Linked DNA regions of Zea mays: regions 2 and 3 are each linked to region 1. The links are chromatin contacts, called in public Hi-C maps. All regions are on one chromosome and are shown on one strand. The core of a region is the stretch at or near the end of the contact, and the rest is flanking DNA. Distances in the headings are between cores, read along the strand shown.

Region 1 (3,616 bases), core at 652-3,151:
TGAACGTTTGAAAATGGACATGACACAGCAGAGGAAATCAATGAATAAAACCATAAACCAGAACACAGGCAGAGTGATTTACAGAGTTTTTTTTAACATATACAAGAAAAAATACCAATAAACTCCTCATTTGGATCCAATGGAGGCAGGAGAATTCTGTACAATGCAGACTTTAAAAATCAAACTTGAAAGCAATACATTGACAATGTCATAGAAGGTGAGGGGCACGTATCTATCTTGACATTGTCTCTCGTGGTGGGGACGCATGTTCTCTTCTGTACGACGCAAGCATGCTAACCCGTCACTAATCTCTGATCAGTTCAATTGTCACACTTCCAGCTTGACGTCGGCACGCAGGTCAGGTAGTGGCACCAGCTACAGTGATCGTTGCCGTTCTCTCCTCTGAACACCATTACCAATCCAACAGCGAACCTGCGACAACGCATAACCAAATGTTAGTCTCCAACTGGATTTGGGCAATATTTTTAGCTTAGATGACCAGGGATTATACTAACCCTGCAGCCAGCAAGACGAGGGCAGCAAGCAGGAGGATGATCTGATATGCCTTGTACTTGGACTTGGTCTTGGCACCGAAGGGCTGCTCCAGCCACCCGAACTGGGGCTGGATCAGCAGCACGAAGCCGAGGAGGAAGCCTGTGGCGAACCCGCCGATGTGCGCGAAGTTGTCAACGTGCGGGAGTATCCCGAGCGCCAGGTTGATGGCGGCGATGATGATCAGGTTCAGCATGGCTGCAAACTGAGATGAATGGCCAGAAGTCAGCGCGGCGGCGAGGCGATGCTATATAGCTTAAACGAATGGCCGGAACGGGGGAGACGCCTACTCTGTTGGTGTAGATGGACCAGTTGGTGATGAGCTCCGACAGCATCGCTCCCAGGAGGCCGAAGAGCGCGCCGGAGGCGCCCACGGAGACGCCCTTCCTGATGAAGAAGACGGAGAGCACGCTCCCTCCGAAGCCAGAGACGAGGTACACCAGGCCCACCTTCCCTGCAGGAGGACGAGGGGGGAAATGCCGGTCAGAAAGCCGCGTCCGTGTGCGTTGCATGCAGCTGCACAGCGGAGGAGCCTGTCTGTTCTTGGCAGAACAGAGCGAGGCCGAGGCGTCAGATGTTTGGGGGGCTTACAGAATCCAAACTGCTGCTCCAGGCGGACGCCGATGAAGATGAGGCTGATCATGTTGGCGAGCAGGTGGATGAGGCCGGCGTGCAGCCAGGTGCACGACTCCAGCCGCCAGGCCTGGTTCCCGTGCACGACCTTGTACCAGTCGAGGGCTCCGTATCTCTGCAGCCTGCGCGCGGCGGGACGACGACGTGGGAGATTAGAGATCAGACGAGATGAGATGAGACCCAGAGAGGCGTCGCGAGTCCAGCGGATTGTGCTGGATGGAAGGGAAGGAGATGAATTCGCGCGGCGAGAGGTGGCGATTCTTACGTGGCGGCCGTGGGGCCGAGGAGGGGGTTCTCCTTGAGCGGCTGGAAGGAGAAGCGGCGGAGGAAGCCGCGGCCGACGCAGTCCCCGCCGCTGCGCGGGCAGTTGTTGTAGAACATGACCAGCACGAACATGAGCACGTTGGCGATGACCACCAGCGGCACCAGCCACGACCAGTGGTGCCGCCCGTGCGCCGCCGCGGGGTCGTAGTAGAACGGCGACGGTGGCGTGTACGGCCCGTTGCTGGTCATGTTGTTGTACCGCCCCGGGGGCGGCTTGATCCCCGTCGTCGCCGGCGCCGCCCTCGCCTGGGCGCCCGCCTCCACGTCGGCGGCGTTCGACATCGCTCGACCACAAGGCACCAGCAGCACCAACGGACGGACGCGCTTCCGGACTGCCTGGTCGCCTCTCGGGGGTCGGTACAAATGGTCTGATCGGCTCTTGGGGAGTTGGGGGTGGAGATAGAGAAGGTAGACGCGGGGGACGTCCAGAGAGACTCGGTTTTAATCGGTGGGCTTTAGGGGTGGAGATGGTGAAGAGAGTGGACGCGGAGACGACGACCAGAGAGAGACTCGGTTTTAATCAGTGCGTTTTAACGTCTTTCTTGTTTGGTCTGTTCTTTAAAAAAAGATTTACACTAGAGATATTTAGTTTCTAGGACTAATTTTTAGTCCTTACATTTTATTTTATTTAGTTTCTATAGAATTCATCACTCCTCCAGCCAAACACGCTATTAGAGGTTGACCTGTCGGCTCTAGTTGACGGTACTACCGTACTAATATTTCCTTTTACCCGTCTACAAACTTGAGCAGGTGAAGTACTCATGGCACACAGTATAGGTCAACTGTAACCGGAAGCTTGTCAGTTGCTTCCTACAGATCACCAGAAGCCCAGTTCATGCTACAGCCATTTTTGCCACCTCCAACATGATCATCCTATATGCGCGCGGTGGTGCCCAGTTTATGCTTTGGATAGGCCATACCCGTACTTCTTGATCTTTTCCATAGCTTGGATTGGCATGGCCGGGTAGCTTAAGGTTTAAATAATAACAACTCCATGCTTAGCTACTCATATATATATGCGGTGCAGGGTAGTTTTCACCCGCCCTGTGGGCTATGGCGCGCACTGTTTTGTTCTTGCTCGGACGCTTCCCTGGCAGGCACATCATCGTTACCGTTGAAAGCTCTCGTTGACAGCGAATTCGGCACGAAGAAGGGCGCGTCGGCTCAACGTTGCCGTTCCAACGACCCACCCGACGCGTTTCTGCAGAAGCACTCCATTTTCCGCGCCTGCGGAGCCATGTTTTTTTTTTTGGTGCGGGCAAGCTTTCAGAACCACGACTATTTATCCGCTGTTGTTGGTAGAAGATCAGCACCTGATGCCGGCCCGTCCGTGTCGCTCCTCCTAGCTAGCTAGTAGTGCTGGGGCTGAAGCAAGAGGCAGCCTGTACAACCTGATCGTTCTCCGAAAGACGGGCGGTCGCAATCGTCTTCGTCCCTTCAGCTGCGCTCCTCTTTTGCTCGTGCCATCCTGTCATCTCTCTTCCCGTTTTCGCCACAAGTTTCTTTGGTTACATGCATCATATGGAAGGATGGAGGACAGTGCGTAGTGGCGCCACAGTTGGCTTTCCGGCGCAGGAATCCCCTCCTGCCTTTTTTCCGTAATGGGATCCCACTCATCGCCTCGTAAATAAAAACGATGACAAATGGCACGGTTTTTGGAGTCTCTGTACCCAGTTTTAGGCCAGCACAGCAGGGAATGCAAGCTGGGGGGCGTCTGTCTGTCTGTCTGATTATTAATTTGATCGCCCTCGAGTTCCATGCGAAGCGTGGCGTGGACTGGTCCACAGATAGATGTCACGCACGCTATAATGCTCCAGTTGGCTTCGTCTCAGACGGAGGCGTCGGAACGCGGACGGCGACGGACGCTGACTCGCTCCAAGACGGCCGGGGACGAACGGCCACGGCGGCGGCAGCGGGGCGCGTACAGACGTGGCCACACGCAGCGTTTGCGGTCTCGAGTCAGTTCCCACGCGGCGGAGGGCAGACTACACTACGGAACGAGCACGGTTCCCGTCGCGTCGCTGCTACGCCTGCTCACCTCGCCGTTCCGCTGTTGTGCTCGTATAATGTACGGTATCCTCTCTAACCGCTACTCGTTGTACGTGAT
Region 2 (3,349 bases), core at 325-2,824, 320 kb before region 1:
ATTAAGCTGCTAGCAACCACCATGCACGCGCTTGCAGTCGTCTCTGGAAAGTGGAAACCCTACCATGCATGCATGCATGGATGGGTTCTGAAATGAAACGAGCTAGAAAGTCTACCGGGAGCTGCTGCTACGGCAGCCCGTGCCTGGCCGGAGTCCTCGACGGTGGGCGGGAAGGGCCGTTCAGCGCTGTCCCAGTGCTGTCGCCTACTCGCCTGTCGGCTGTTGCTGACGAGGGAGATGAACTGGAAATATTCGCGTCCACTATAAAAATGATTGGAGAGCTAACATCGCATATGGAGCCATTGGCGGCCACGGGCGGTGCAGCACGTACGCATTCGGCTCGAACTGGTTATCGTTTTCTTGGCATCTTAATTACTTGGTGAAAAGAGCGTGAGATGATGAAATCAACGGCGCTTTCTTTCTTTTGGGGTTGAGATCACGGGGAGAGCGTGTTGCTGTTAGCTTTAGCTGTGCCTAGTTCCCTGTTCTAAGCACAGCACATGTCACGTTCACACCTGCCGTTGAAGTTTTTGATTTTTAAGTGTGCGTGATCACTGCTTAATTAATTAGGTGTACAGATCAGATCGGGTTTACTCATAAACTAATTGTTAATGTTATCGTTAATTTGCTGCTAGTACTTCTATAGTAAAATTGTATACATGTTACTCCAAACCAGATAGATTATTTGGTCCCTCTAATCAGTTTGAAAGGTGGTTTCTATTTTCTAAAATAAAAGGAGTAGCTTAGTTTTTGAAAAAAAAAGACATGATTAATCTATTTTAATAAAACATTAAAAATTTCTTCTGTAGTTATTCTAAAAATGTTGCCTCTCTATTAACAATATATTAGAGATATTTGAATCTTATTTGTTTTAAGAAAAGGTAGTAAATATTGACCACGACTACAAACAACAAAGACCAAATTTATCTAGTTTCAATAGTTGGATGGTGCCTGTTGTCCACTTTTGTGGTTTAGGATTGAAAATCAAGCTGACCTATAACTTGGATGTCGAAAAAAACATTTTTGCCAATTTATAAATGGCTTCATAATCAAGTGGCAATGCTTCAAGGGGAAGATTTGTAAATATTTAAAAAATATTAAATTTGACTAAATATTCACAGTGATTGCGCGTACATTAGTAGAACAAAGCCCGTTTTCACTGTTGGTATATATGTTAGCCCATTGATCTTTTTCGAAAACTTTGACTACTCATTTTGTTTAAAATATTTATTCAAAATATAAAATTTTAAGTCAAGTATAGATTATCTTAAGTGATAAAACAAATCACAACGAAATAAATGACAACTCATTATTTTTTAAATAAAACGAGTGGTTAAAGTTTTTTTTAAAAAAACAATATTTTCGTATATTTATATGAATGGAGTGAGTATTAATCTTGTGTCGTGGGGCCACTTCCCACTTGTGCGGTACGCGTGCGGCCCGGCCGTTGTTTCTACGTCCCGTACGGAGCCAAATGATTTGTACGACTTTTCCCAAACCCAAAGGCAGGCCACATGCGTCCAGGAGCACGTACGCGTGTTGCAAGCCAAGGTTCGTGCATTATTTGTTGCCTTTCCTTTGGGCCCGGAAACTGCATGGCGCGTGCGCTCGGGACACGCCGGTGCCGGTGCGGGGCTCCAGGGCTCCATCAATACCCGGAAAAAGCCAGCAAAACCAACTAAAACGAGCATTCTGCGACGCTTTTTTGCAGCAAAGAATCGTAGAGAAAAGTGCCTGAATCCCAGCTGCGTTCTGTTCTGGACTTGGACTCTTTGCTGCAAAAAGTTCAGACAGCGCTAGTACGAAATGGCGCGTTTCAGCTGTTCCTCCCTATAGCCTGCGTCTTTTTTTTTCCTTTGCGAGTCTTAAGAGGCATCCTCTTGATACATAACATGCAGAGCAACTTTGTGTTAGAAATGGGGATCCACAGTAGATTGAACACCTGATTGGAAATGGCAACCAAAGAGCATCACCAGCTGTACGTGCGTCGAATCTATTTGACACATCTCTGACGGGTGTACGCGCTAAGTACAGCGTCGTTTTTCTGGACTCTGTTTCCAGGAAGATTCATCAGAGAAACTGGATTGATCAAGACCTGTTTGGACAGGTCAATCTCTCAAAAAGTGAACGTGAATCTGAGATTTATAGTGGATTGGATTCATCAGTAAATCTAGGACCACCAGTGAAATATTTGGTATACAACAGCTTCAAATCCATAAAACCGAGGTTTGAAATAACCTCTTTTGTCCTTCGAGTTGTTTGATATGTCTATTTTTTTATATAGTACATGCGTTACATTGACATTTATTCAAAAAAATATTTTTTTTTAAATGAAATATTTTGGCACAAATGCTCACGAGCATTCAACATTAGCGCACAAGATACATAAACAATTAATACATGCCCATAACAACGTCTCAATACTATTACAGTTGTCCATATATAAAGATAGCTAAAGGTTGAATGGAGACTAGTTTTCCATTTCTAAGCAAGAGCATCTTCTTCTTGCATCTTTATTTTTCCATAACCAAAGATTAAACTATTTGAGCATTTTTACCATCTTATTTTTCATAACTAAAGACTGAGCTTCCCCAGCATTTTGGTCTCCCTCTTTATCGTAAGTTCAAGCTAATCCACATCATCAATTACACTAGCACTTAACATTTCATCTTCTTCTCGCAGTTTAGCTTTGCCCTTCTCATGATTGCCTTTCTGAGCTAAGAAGAGCCCTCTTAATCATGAATGTGCATATATATATATATATATATATATATATATATATATATATATATATATATATATATATATATATATATATATATATAGTATTTAGAGCCCTGGGCTCTTTTTAACTACAGGAAGCCCCAACCACCCGCTCGGTTGACCAGGCGACCATCCGGTCCACCCACTATAATGTTTACGCTTAGTTATACACAAGTTTACGCTCATGTACCATTGTATAAAACCAACCGCTCTACCTGGCCTTCCGCGCGATGGCAGAGACTAGGGAGTTTCAGTGGCGGCTGTTGCGCGACACGAGCGAGCACGGCGGACAAGCATCCCATAGACGAGATCCATGGCGATCGCCTCCCTGTCATCGTTCCAGAGGTGCCTCCTAGCCTAGATCTGTTCGCCCCTCGCCCTCTCCAGACTCGGTGATTCGCAGACTCGGCCAGCTGCCTAGGCACCGGCCACCGGCGTCCGGATCTCCTGCTCTGCTGCTCGCCACCTCGGGGGCTCTCCGGCGTTGGCTCGACGCGACAGTGCCCCCGGTTACTCTGCCTCCTCGTCCGACCCCAGCGCCAGCCCCAATATCTCCTCCGCGATGCCATCTCTGACACCCTCTCCT
Region 3 (3,257 bases), core at 318-2,817, 370 kb before region 1:
GAGGCAAGAGACACCAAACTTGTGGTGGTCCTTGTGGGAACTTTGTGTTCCAAGTGATTGAGAAGAGAAAGCTCACTCGGTCCGAGGGACCGTTTGAGAGAGGGAAGGGTTGAAAGAGACCCGACCTTTGTGGCCTCCTCAACGGGGAGTAGGTTTGCAAGAACCGAACCTCGGTAAAACAAATCTACGTGTCATACTCCTTATTCGCTTGCGATTTGTTTTGCGCTCTCTCTCGCGGACTCGATTATATTCCTAACGCTAACCCGGCTTGTAGTTGTGATTATTTTTGAGAATTTCAGTTTCGCCCTATTCACCCCCCCTCTAGGCGACTTTCACCGTTTTTATTGGAAAGATCTTGGCGGCGAACATTCAGAGGACAAGCCTAATTTATCAATATCATTATTTCCATATGGTGACAAACAACCTCCGGGTACTGTCCTGTGCGGTTATTATGTATGCGAATGGTGTCGTGTCACCTTCCATTACATGGTCAATCGTGAGGATGTAAGTTCGCTATCATTGTCTATGTTGCAATTTTTTTGTTATATTGTTGCTCATCACATTACTCTTAGCACTGCTTGCTTTTTGCTTTCATTGCAAGTTCCTAAATCCAAGATCAATGCTGAATGGTTAGAAAGAGATATGGTTTCCGTCGGCGTGGCTAAGGTTGTAAGAGACTTGCTTTACTTTATGCGCCGTGAAGTTCTTCATCAACAAGGGCTATTCTACAATACAAATGGAAATTTGCAACAATTCCCAGAACTAAGTTTGTACACGATATCACACAGTGTTTAGGTCTTTAGTTAGGAACTTTAGATGTTGAGTTGTCTATGGAACTTTCAGATGTTGAGTTGCTATGCAACTTGATATGTGTATAAATCTGTGTATGACGATGAAACTTGATATGTGGATGAATCTGTGTATGGAACATGTTATGGAACTTGATATGTATAAATCTGTGTATGCAATCTGTGTATAATCTGTGTATGAAATCTGTGTATAATCTGTGTATTGAATCTGTGTTTGAAAATTCTGTATATGAATCTGTATATTGAAAACCGCCTGTGATTTATATTGTATGCAGTCGGACTTATATTAAAAACCGTCTGTGATGTGTGGCTAACACAAGCGGCTAGGATAAGAAACCGCCCGTGATGTGTGTCTATCACAGGCGGTTCCTTTAAACTGGACCGCCTGTAATGTGTGTCTATCACAAGCGGTTTTTGATTGAACGTCTGTGATGTTGTTTTACATCACAGGCGGTGCACCACAAGCGGTTCCTGGAACCGCCTGTGTAGAGGCTAACCAAACCGCCTGTACAGAGGTTTACTGTAGTAGTGTCCACTTTACGAACAGTACAATTTACAGTATAGAACGGTGCAAAACGGTATTTATAGATAAACTTTGAATGAACTGCTGGAGTCGGACTAAGAACCACTACCAATTGTAACAGGTCTATCTACCGCTAGTCTCCACACCCTTTACGTTGCCATAGAGCAAACCACGGTCAAAGTCCGGCCGGGCCATATTCTTTACACTGAACTGAACTTGCTAGCTGAGGAGCCCCGTGATGTTTTAAATTTCGGATCCTGTGTTGCAGCTTTGAAGTGCATGAACGAGACATGCAGAGCCGCGTGACGTGAGTTCTCCCCATACCGCCCGATCTCGGAGATGTGCGCGTACCACATGAGGCTCACCGGCGGCGCGGCCTTTGTGCTCCTTATGGTTCTCCTCTTGCTGCTGTATGCGGTGCACAGGTGGAGGAACCCTCGATGCAGCGGCCGCCTGCCGCCGGGCTCCATGGGCCTGCCGCTCGTCGGAGAGACGCTGCAGTTCTTCTCCCCTGAAGCTTCCTTGGACGTCCCGCGTTTCGTCCGACACAGACTGCAAAGGTACGCCTCGGTTTGGCCCGTGGCCCGATTAAACATGGTGGGCCGGACTGGTGTCGCAATTCCGAATCTTAACCTGTCCCTTTCGAGTGCAAGCTAGGTACGGCCCGATCTTCAAGACGAGCCTGGTGGGCCACCCGGTCGTCGTCTCCGCGGACGAGGAGCTGAACTACATGGTGTTCCAGCAGGAGGGGCAGCTGTTCCAGAGCTGGTACCCGGACTCCTTCGTGGAGATCCTAGGCAGGGACAACGTCGGGGAGCAGCAGGGCGCCATGTTCAAGTACCTCAAGAACATGGTGCTCCGCTACTTCGGCCCGGAGAGCCTCAGGGAGTCCATGCTCCGCGACGTCGAGCACGCCGTCAGCAGCTCGCTCTGTACCTGGTCAACCTTGCCGTCGGTCGAGCTGAAAGAGGCCGTCTCCACGGTACGTGTTTTTGCGGGCACTAGTGTGTGCCAGGCTGAGGCTGCCCTTGCTTGTTGTGAGTTATGATCGCTGCATGTCTGTGTCTCTGCGCGCGTAGATGGTGTTCGATCTTTCAGCGAACAAGCTTCTCAGCTTGGAGCCGTCGAGGTCCAAGATTCTGAGGAGGAGCTTCTTCGACTTCGTTCGAGGGCTCATCTCGTTCCCTCTGTATTTGCCAGGAACAGCATACTACTCATGCATGAAGGTGCGTACATACTGCTACCCGCTGCACTTGCATACCACGATCGAATTAAGTTCCTTTTTTTGGTGGGTCTGTCATGTCACTTTCAGGGCCGGCAGAGCGCAATGGAGGTGCTGCAGGAAGTGCTAGCGGAGAGGAAGAGACTGGTACAGGTGCCCGGAGCAGGAGGAGGCGCCATGGAAACGATACGTCGCCATGGCGGCGACTTCTTGGACCTCGTCATCCAGGAAGTCACGAAGGAGAAGCCGCTCGTGACGGACAGAATGGCGCTCGACCTGATGTTCGTGCTCCTGTTCGCCAGCTTCCACACGACGTCGCTAGCGCTCACTCTGGCTGTCAAGCTGCTTGCAGACCACCCTCGCGTCCTGGAAGAGCTCACGGTCAGGAACATGCAACCTTTGATAGCCTGGCACTGATGCCTCTGGGATATCTGATTTTTTGGCATGGATGCAGGTGGAGCATGAAGCGATTCTGAATGAACGTAACGCGCGCCATGGATCTGATGGAATCACATGGATGGAGTACAAGTCTATGACATTCACATCCCAGGTTGTGGGCTAAGACAAAATTTGGTCAATAATTACTGGCTGCACCTCTTCTAGTGTTAAGAGCATGTATAACTGGAACAACTGGCTTCAGTTATTCAGTTATATACTACTGCCTGCACTAAGAATCCTATGAGGGTGCATGCATTTTTGCTAT

What was found. Hi-C and Micro-C count contacts between places; a contact is called where the count stands out from the background.
Region 2: a Hi-C map of ear shows a contact between it and region 1, with 1.9 times the contacts expected there. The contact joins the enhancer-like site here to the promoter of LOC100272312 in region 1. A contact is called at or near these places in 2 of 25 Hi-C or Micro-C datasets (ear and tassel).
Region 3: a contact with region 1 is called in a Hi-C map of leaf, with 5 times the contacts expected there. The contact joins the promoter of LOC103646055 here to the promoter of LOC100272312 in region 1. A contact is called at or near these places in 2 of 25 Hi-C or Micro-C datasets (leaf and tassel) and 1 of 3 datasets of contacts at active chromatin or transcription factors (leaf).

Annotation. Positions count from the first base shown.
Region 1 is chr2:17,765,217-17,768,832 of Zm-B73-REFERENCE-NAM-5.0, forward strand. LOC100272312 (membrane protein) reads right to left here and starts at 1,902. Exons shown (of 5, transcript NM_001146796.1): 1 at 1,451-1,902; 2 at 1,144-1,307; 3 at 843-1,006; 4 at 516-757; 5 at 35-432. The coding sequence starts at 1,791. The coding sequence ends at 321.
Region 2 is chr2:17,450,502-17,453,850 of Zm-B73-REFERENCE-NAM-5.0, forward strand. No RefSeq gene overlaps it. Among protein-coding and RNA genes, the nearest start is that of LOC109944479, 11 kb to the left of the region's middle. Within about 2 kb of position 1,575, at least 18 of the 20 cell types and tissues checked have an H3K27ac peak or open chromatin away from gene starts, as enhancers often do. A contact at or near this core is called in ear and tassel, where this site is marked.
Region 3 is chr2:17,395,988-17,399,244 of Zm-B73-REFERENCE-NAM-5.0, forward strand. It overlaps LOC103646055 (cytochrome P450 87A3-like), which reads left to right and starts at 1,568. Exons shown (of 9, transcript NM_001301526.2): 1 at 1,568-1,892; 2 at 1,990-2,314; 3 at 2,412-2,558; 4 at 2,645-2,935; 5 at 3,009-3,104. The coding sequence starts at 1,672.